Regions from separate parts of the Sus scrofa genome. Here region 1 is linked to region 2. The links are chromatin contacts, called in public promoter capture Hi-C maps. All regions are on one chromosome and are shown on one strand. The core of a region is the stretch at or near the end of the contact, and the rest is flanking DNA. Distances in the headings are between cores, read along the strand shown. Region 1 holds the start of CEBPG (CCAAT/enhancer-binding protein gamma). Region 2 holds the start of RHPN2 (rhophilin-2).

Region 1 (3,318 bases), core at 621-3,120, 270 kb before region 2:
ACACAAATAGTACAAAGAAACATTTATAAATACACATCTATTAAGGAATCAATCGCAATTCTTTTTTTTTTTTTTTTTTACCGATACGTCTAGAAAGCCAAAAAGGTAGGAGACCATTGTACCTACCAGTACAAGAACCCACAGAGGTGCCCAAGAATACACAATAAACCTGGAATTGTGTCTGCGTTTACCATTTTTGCGATCAGGTGAAGCAAATCTTAGACCACAGAACCAAATTCAGCCCCATGAGATCCTATTTGTCTTTACCTAGGACTCACCAGCTGTTGTTTAAATCCCTAAGGATGAAACCACCTCTCCAAGATCAACAGTCATGATGTGCTCTTGAGAATTTAGAGGGCATTCTGGAAAAAAAAAAAATGAAGTTTTGCTCCCACCTATGTGTTTTAGGCAAGTATTAAAATGACTGAATCAGCCAACTGCACCCGCCCGAAGCAAGACTTGAGAAACTGAAAAATTCTCCAACTCACTAGAATCCTATGATGGTTTAGCCCTGTTTACACTGTTATTCCAAAATAGCAAATCAACTTTAAGGATAGCTTTATCCCAAATACTACTCAAGTAGTGACAGCTGACCAGGTTTTAACTTTTAAATACCAAGAACTTTTAGATGCAGAAATATCAGTATTTTATCTCAAAAATTTCTTTGAGCGTCCCATAACCTATCTGTCCAAAGGATAATCTCTTCAAGTACGGATTCAATTGAGTGTAGGCTGGGAGACAGAACTACCAATTTTTGCGTAACCCACCAAAGTTAAAAGCACATTTTAAGAAACCAGATGACAAAATAAACCTCAGATAACAGAAAAGCCAGACAAGTAAACCTCCTGAAGCATAAAAACACACAAACTTACTTGAAAGAACAGAGTAGCCTTCCCTTTAACACTTCCATCCTCTCTACCCAGACACCTCTGCTGGCAATTAGCTTCAGCATGTTCCCTCGGAGCATGCTAACGAAGCGCTTCATTTCTTGCCCTCCCCTGCTCCATTCAACTCGTGGTTGCTGCACGTTCACCCAACCGGTGTTCGACAGTCAAACGAAGGGTATTCAAAAGTACAGCTCCATAAGGAACCATACTATTTCCGTAAAATCACGTATTTAAAAAATCAACTGCCTTCCCTGACTACTCTAATAACTTCTGAATCCGATTCTCGGCTACCCGACCCCGCGTAGTTCTGGAGGGGCAGGAAACAACCTAGGTGGCACTCCACTAAGATAAGGTCTACCTTCGGCTATTCTGGGAACACCCTTTATCCCCAAGGGCCAATACGAGCCTGGCTTGTCACACTGCACACACAGAGGGCCGGGTTGTGGAGGGGGCACGGCGTGGCTCGCATCCCGTCCCGGGCCGGCAGCAGGGGCGCCGGGGGAGCCCGGGGGTCGGCGGGTGGCGCCGCGGCGCTGGGCCGGGGCCAGGGATGAGCTCAGAGGCCTCGCCGGGTGTTGCCGGCAGGTTGCATCAGACGCCGCGCGGGGCCGCCGCCCGCGCCGCGGGCCGCGCGGGGCCTTCCCAGCAAGCCGGCCGCCTCGGGCCGGGCCGGGCCGGGGCTCCTCTCGCTGGGGCCGCGCCCACGCGAGCAGCTGGCAGCACCGCGGCCTCCCAACTCTCTCAGCCCGCTCGCGGCCTCCTTACCTGCGCCACTAGCCCGCCTGCCCCCAGGCGGCCTCCACTCTAAGCGGCCCCGTGCGGTACGGCCGGACCCGACCCAGGCCTAGCAGCCCGCGAGTCAGCGAGGTGGAGCGACGGTTACGAAACCGGGAGCCTCCGCCCGTTCCGCCGCCGCAGCCACCGGCTTCCCCTCCTCGCTCAGGCCGCGCGCGCGGCCGCCGCCGCCTCCACGACCAATGGGAGCGCCGGCCTACGGGTTGCTCCCGCCCCCCCTGGGATTGGCAGCGCCGCTAGCCAATCGAGAGCGGCCTGACTGCGGGAGGCGGGCACGTGGCGGAGGCGTAGCCCACGGCGCTTTAGGATGGGCAGGGGTGGTGGCGGCAGCGGCCTTAGTTTCCAGGACTGAACGCGTGGGGAGACATCCTAAGACGTGGGCGACCCGCCGCTCAAAAGGTTCTGTCAAAGTTGGAGGCATTGGAGAACTGTAGCCTTGTGAAGGCAACACCTGTCTTTGGAAAGCGCAATTTTCTGAGATGATTTTTTTTTTTTTTTTTTTGAATCACCAATTTCTGTTTTGGTTTCACCACGTTCTCAGGGAGCCCCGCCTCGGAGTCGCTTCCAGGGACAGTTTCCCGGAACGGCCCACCGGGCTCGCCTCTTCGTAGGCTGGGAGGCCGACGGTCGCCTCACCGCGACTCGCGCCCTCCGGATGGAGTCTGGAGAGAAGCCCCGGACCTCACGGCAGTGAAGGCAGCTGCAAACTTGGTGAAAAACGAAGGAAGGAAAATTTTCCCAATGTGGGATTAGTATTGATGTCACTTCGGTACAGACTGTGGTTACGGAGGAAATAATTGAGTTTACCTGACTGCCATGTGCTGTCTTCCAGGTGAACAGACTGAGAGACTTGATCTCAAAAAATGAATGGCAATCCAGCTTTATTTGTCAAAGACAATTCACAGGAGAATCTGAAAGCGTATTACAACCAGGAAGCAGCGAGCTGGGTGGAGGCAGATAGATTTGATTGCTTCCTCTTTAGCAATTCTTATCGTCCAAAAACTGGAGTCTTTGAAAGAGGAAACGTTTCTTCCTCGCCAGGCAATGGTACCAGCTTTCTGCAAGGGACTGTTTCGAGGAATCAATGAAGAGATGATAAAACATTTGCACACACAAACCAAAAAAAAAAAAGATAATAAGAAGGGCTGCAGCCAAAAGTGAACGCTGATGACTGTAGAAGCACACTTGGTAGAATGACACAATATCACCAAAACCAGTACTTTTCACTTTGGTGGGCAGTGGTTGGAGTTAAAATTTCTTTGATCGCGATTTTAGCAATATTAAAACTGGATTCGATTTTGTTACTCACAGAATCATAATTTCATCCTCACCATTTCCTAATCAATTAAAAAAAAAAAAAGGAAAAAAACCTGTATAGATGTGTTCCTTATCCCCCGGTTTGCTAAACTTGCTGCCAAGCTGCTCCAATGTTCTCTGAGTCTGTCTGGGCAGGTCTTCTTCCACACTCAGCAGGTCTCCTCAACGCCAGGGAGACTAGAGTATTTATTTCCTCTTCAGCTGGTGGCTGGTAATTCTTCTACTCAGTTTACAAATATTTAGTGCCAACTATGTGCTAAGCTGTGGGGATTCAGCAACAGTCCCTGCCCACATGGAGCTTATGCTTCCAGCAAGGGAG
Region 2 (3,587 bases), core at 73-2,572:
TACTTTGCAAGCACATTGTGTTGTGTTCTACCTGCCAAACGCAGCAGTAACTGCGCAAAGGTGTCCTCTGGTTGGGGGAGGGGGCAGAAACTGCCAGGCTGCGGCCAGGAGGGACGAGGCTCCGTGAGCTGGGAGGGGGCGGGAAGGGAAGGGGAGGGTCTTGGCTTAGGTACCCCAGTCCAGATTCTAGGTCTGCTAGGTTTCTACCTCCTGAGTCCACTGATCAGAGGCGGGTGGGCGAGAGGGAGAGGGCGAGAGAGGGAGAGGGAGGGAGGGAGAGAGAGGGAGCGAGAGCTCTGTCCTCAGGAGTCCCTCTTTGCCTCCTAAGCGATTCGCGTCTCTACCGTGCAGTTAGGCGCTTTATACACCGCTTTTGTTTATAATACCTTCGACCATCTGGAGAGAGGGTGATCCAGCCCATTTTGCAGTTGAGAAAACTGAGGTTAAGAAACCTGTTCAGGAGTTCCCATCGTGGTTCAGTGGGAACGAATCTGACTAGTAACCATGAGGACTCATGTTTGATCCCTGTCTTCACTCACTGGATTAAGGATCATTGCTCTGAGCTGTGGTGTAGGTTGCAGCCGCTGGCTCGGATCTGGCATTGCTGCAGTTGCGGCGTAGGCCGGTGGCTACAGCTCCCATTCCACCCCTAGCCTGGGAACCTCCATGTGACTCAGCTGGGACTCTTAAAAAAAAAAAAAAAAGTGTTCAAGGACATTCCTCGAAGTCTATTGGCCACTAAACCTTTTCTGCGGATCCCTCCTTGGGTGAACCTTTTCTCCTCGCTATTCGCAACCCCCAGCGGATCCTCCTAGTCTCTGCAGTGAGGGTGGGGGGACAGAGGCGTTGATCAATACGCCAACCCGCTTGCGCCACCCACCAAGGCCCTCGGTGGGGCAGCCAACTCTTCCTCAGCGTCCCAGACTCGCCTCGGGGTCCCTTCTGGCGTAAGTTGTTCCTGCCCACTCCACCCAAGGCCCAGCGCTCCGGCCGCACCCTCGACCTGCCTCGGGTCTAGTCACTGTCTCCACGGTGTGCGCGCTTCTCCGGTGAGAAGCCGGCGCTACGCCCACGCGCTGCATTTACTCCTACGGCTCCAGACGAAAGGTTGGGTTCCCACTCCCGCCCGCCCTTGCGCCGCGGGGCTGAGGCGGTAAAGACTACGCCTAGCTTAAGCCTCGAGGCTGAAAGAGGGCTAGCAACGCGCGGGGGGATCCTGCTCTAGCTGGTGACCGCCTCGCCTGGGGCGCCGGCTGCACGCAGCCAATCTGGCGCAGGGGCGGGTCCTGGGGCGTGGTCTCGGCGGGTCCCGCCCAGTCTCCGGGGCTCCAGGTCTGGCTTCAGGCAGTGCTGGAGGGGTGGCCGCGCGGGCGGGACGGGGGCGGGGCCAGGCTCCCTCTCAGGCCAGCGCGCCACAGAGCTTCAGTCCGTCCTGCGAGCCCGCGCCGCCAGCATGACTGACACGCTGCTGCCCGCGGCCCCCCAGCCGCTGGAGAAGGAGGGCGACGGCTACTTTCGGAAGGTGAGCGGCCTCGGGCAGGTTGGGAGTCTGCAGGCTCCAGACTTCTTTACCCCAGGCTGTGAAGCGGCTGAGGAGTGAGAGGCTGGGGTCGACGGGGTCGACCGGGCCGGGAGGGGGAGGGGGTGCAGGGCCTGGGGCGCGTCGGGCGGAGGCTGGGGGTGAAGGGTGCGGCTGCGGTGTACCTGGCTGCCGAGTGCATGTGACTTCCGGGACTGAGGGGGCGCTGGGCCGCCTAGCACCTGCGCCGGCGGAGTAGGCGGCCAGGACGGGTGCTCGGGGTCTCCCCCGCTGGCTGGCCGGCCGGCGCGCCTTGGGAAGGGACGGATTCCCAATGCACTAGCGCCCTCGGTTTGGCGGCGCGTGGGGACCCGAGCGCAGCCTCCACTTGAGCGCTCGGTCCGGGCGGGAGCAGGGAAATGGAAACAGCAACTCAGGCAGGTTGGTCTTCCCCTTTTCTCCAGAATGCTTCCAAGGTTCGCTTCTTCGATTTTTTTAGAGGATGGGAGGGGTCCTTGGGCGTTGTCAGCCTTTCTGCCCGGAGTAGCCCAGGAGGGCGTGCGCACCGCAGACGTGGGGGCCGCGATCTCGCCCCCTCTCTACGCTAAAGCGGATTTATCCGATTGTTGGGGAGACCTGCGGGGAGTGCGGGCTCCGTGGGAGCTTGGCGCACAACGTGGCCTCCCGCCCTGAAGGTAACAGTTCGCAGCTCAGTCCCTCAAAAGCAATCCCAACCCAACCTACTTGCCCACAGGTGGCAAGGCTTGGGCTGCAAGGTGCTTTTGAGCCGGCAGTCACGGGGACACCTTCCAGCTTCTTTCTTGTCCGTCCCCATGAGTCTAAAAATAGCTTTTGGCGCTTGGCCAGATTTGACTGGGTGGGTTGAGAAACTGTTTTTTATAACGTTTATGACCGAAGGCAGAGGGCGTAATTATAAACAGGGCAGTGAAACTGTTTCCCACAGAACCATCAATTCTTAATTGTTCCAAACCTAATGATCCAGTCAGTGAATGCTCTTGGCATCTTCCTCCTGCTCCCCTGACGCTGCCTTTGGGCCTTTGCTCTCTGGTGAAGAGGAGAAGGCCCCAGGGGATGGCAGGAAGGGAAATGGCAAACAGGTGAGGAGAGAGTTGGAAAAAATTCTTTTTGGTTAAATTTGCTTTTAGCATTAAAAAAAAATGTAGTTTTAGAATGTATTTAAGTTAAAAGATGTCATCACGGAATTACAGGATTATAACTTCTAATTATGTGTGGCATTTGGTACAGAGGATCACAGGCCATGGAATTGCAGAAGGAGGCCAGGCCTGGGAATCCCTAGGTCTCAGTTCTAGAGCCTCAGCCTGACTGCCACCCCCACCAAATTGCTGTGTAGCCTCCAGCAAGTTGCTGCCTCTCTTCTAGGATTGATTTCCTCCCCCAGCTGTTTGCCCTCTGAACAGGTGGAGGTCTGGACCTACAGCAGCATCTGGGGAAAAATGATAGAGGGAGAGGCAGGAGGGATAGTGAACCCCTGTGACGTTTATGTCTTCCAGAACAGGTTTTCCCAAGGGGTGTGTGTGTGCATAAGAAAGAGTGGATGGCAAGGGAGCGGGGAAAGCTTTCCGGGCTGACTGTTTCTCAGGTGCAGTTTCTCTGCTGGTAGAAAAGAGAATTATGGGTGCAAAGTAAGATGAATCACTGGTTTGCAATCAGAAGCATCTCTTTTGAAAATGAGACCTGGTCATGTTCACCGTTCTCGTTGCCCTCCTCGAAAGAATGCTCTTTGTACGCGGCTAATAAAAGGTGACGATGTGGAACCTTACCCGATGTGTGATCTGAGCCAGTTTGTCCTACAACAAATGCTCCTTGAATGAAACGTGCATTTTACAGGTGAGGAAGAGGAGGAAGGGCACTTCTAGTGGAGGGAACAGCTTGGGTGAAGGCACGAGAATGTGAGCACTTGTGAGTGAGCCCTCTAGGCCGTGGAGGTGTAAGTGGAAATTAGGATATTTGGGGGTCCTGCATCCTGGATGCATGGAAAGGGGAACCGAGGGATCTATCGAAGTGTTTCATGCAGGACCAGACATGT

Evidence for each region. Promoter capture Hi-C pulls out the DNA fragments that hold promoters and counts their contacts.
Region 1: a promoter capture Hi-C map of fetal liver shows a contact between it and region 2, with 3 times the contacts expected there. The contact joins the promoter of CEBPG here to the promoter of RHPN2 in region 2. A contact is called at or near these places in 1 of 5 promoter capture datasets (fetal liver) and 1 of 47 Hi-C or Micro-C datasets (liver).

What each region holds. Positions count from the first base shown.
Region 1 is chr6:43,163,454-43,166,771 of Sscrofa11.1, reverse strand. CEBPG (CCAAT/enhancer-binding protein gamma) reads right to left here and starts at 1,870. Exons shown (of 4, transcript XR_002344626.1): 1 at 1,653-1,870; 2 at 279-362.
Region 2 is chr6:42,889,075-42,892,661 of Sscrofa11.1, reverse strand. RHPN2 (rhophilin-2) reads left to right here and starts at 1,322. Exons shown (of 15, transcript XM_021094286.1): 1 at 1,322-1,522. The coding sequence starts at 1,454.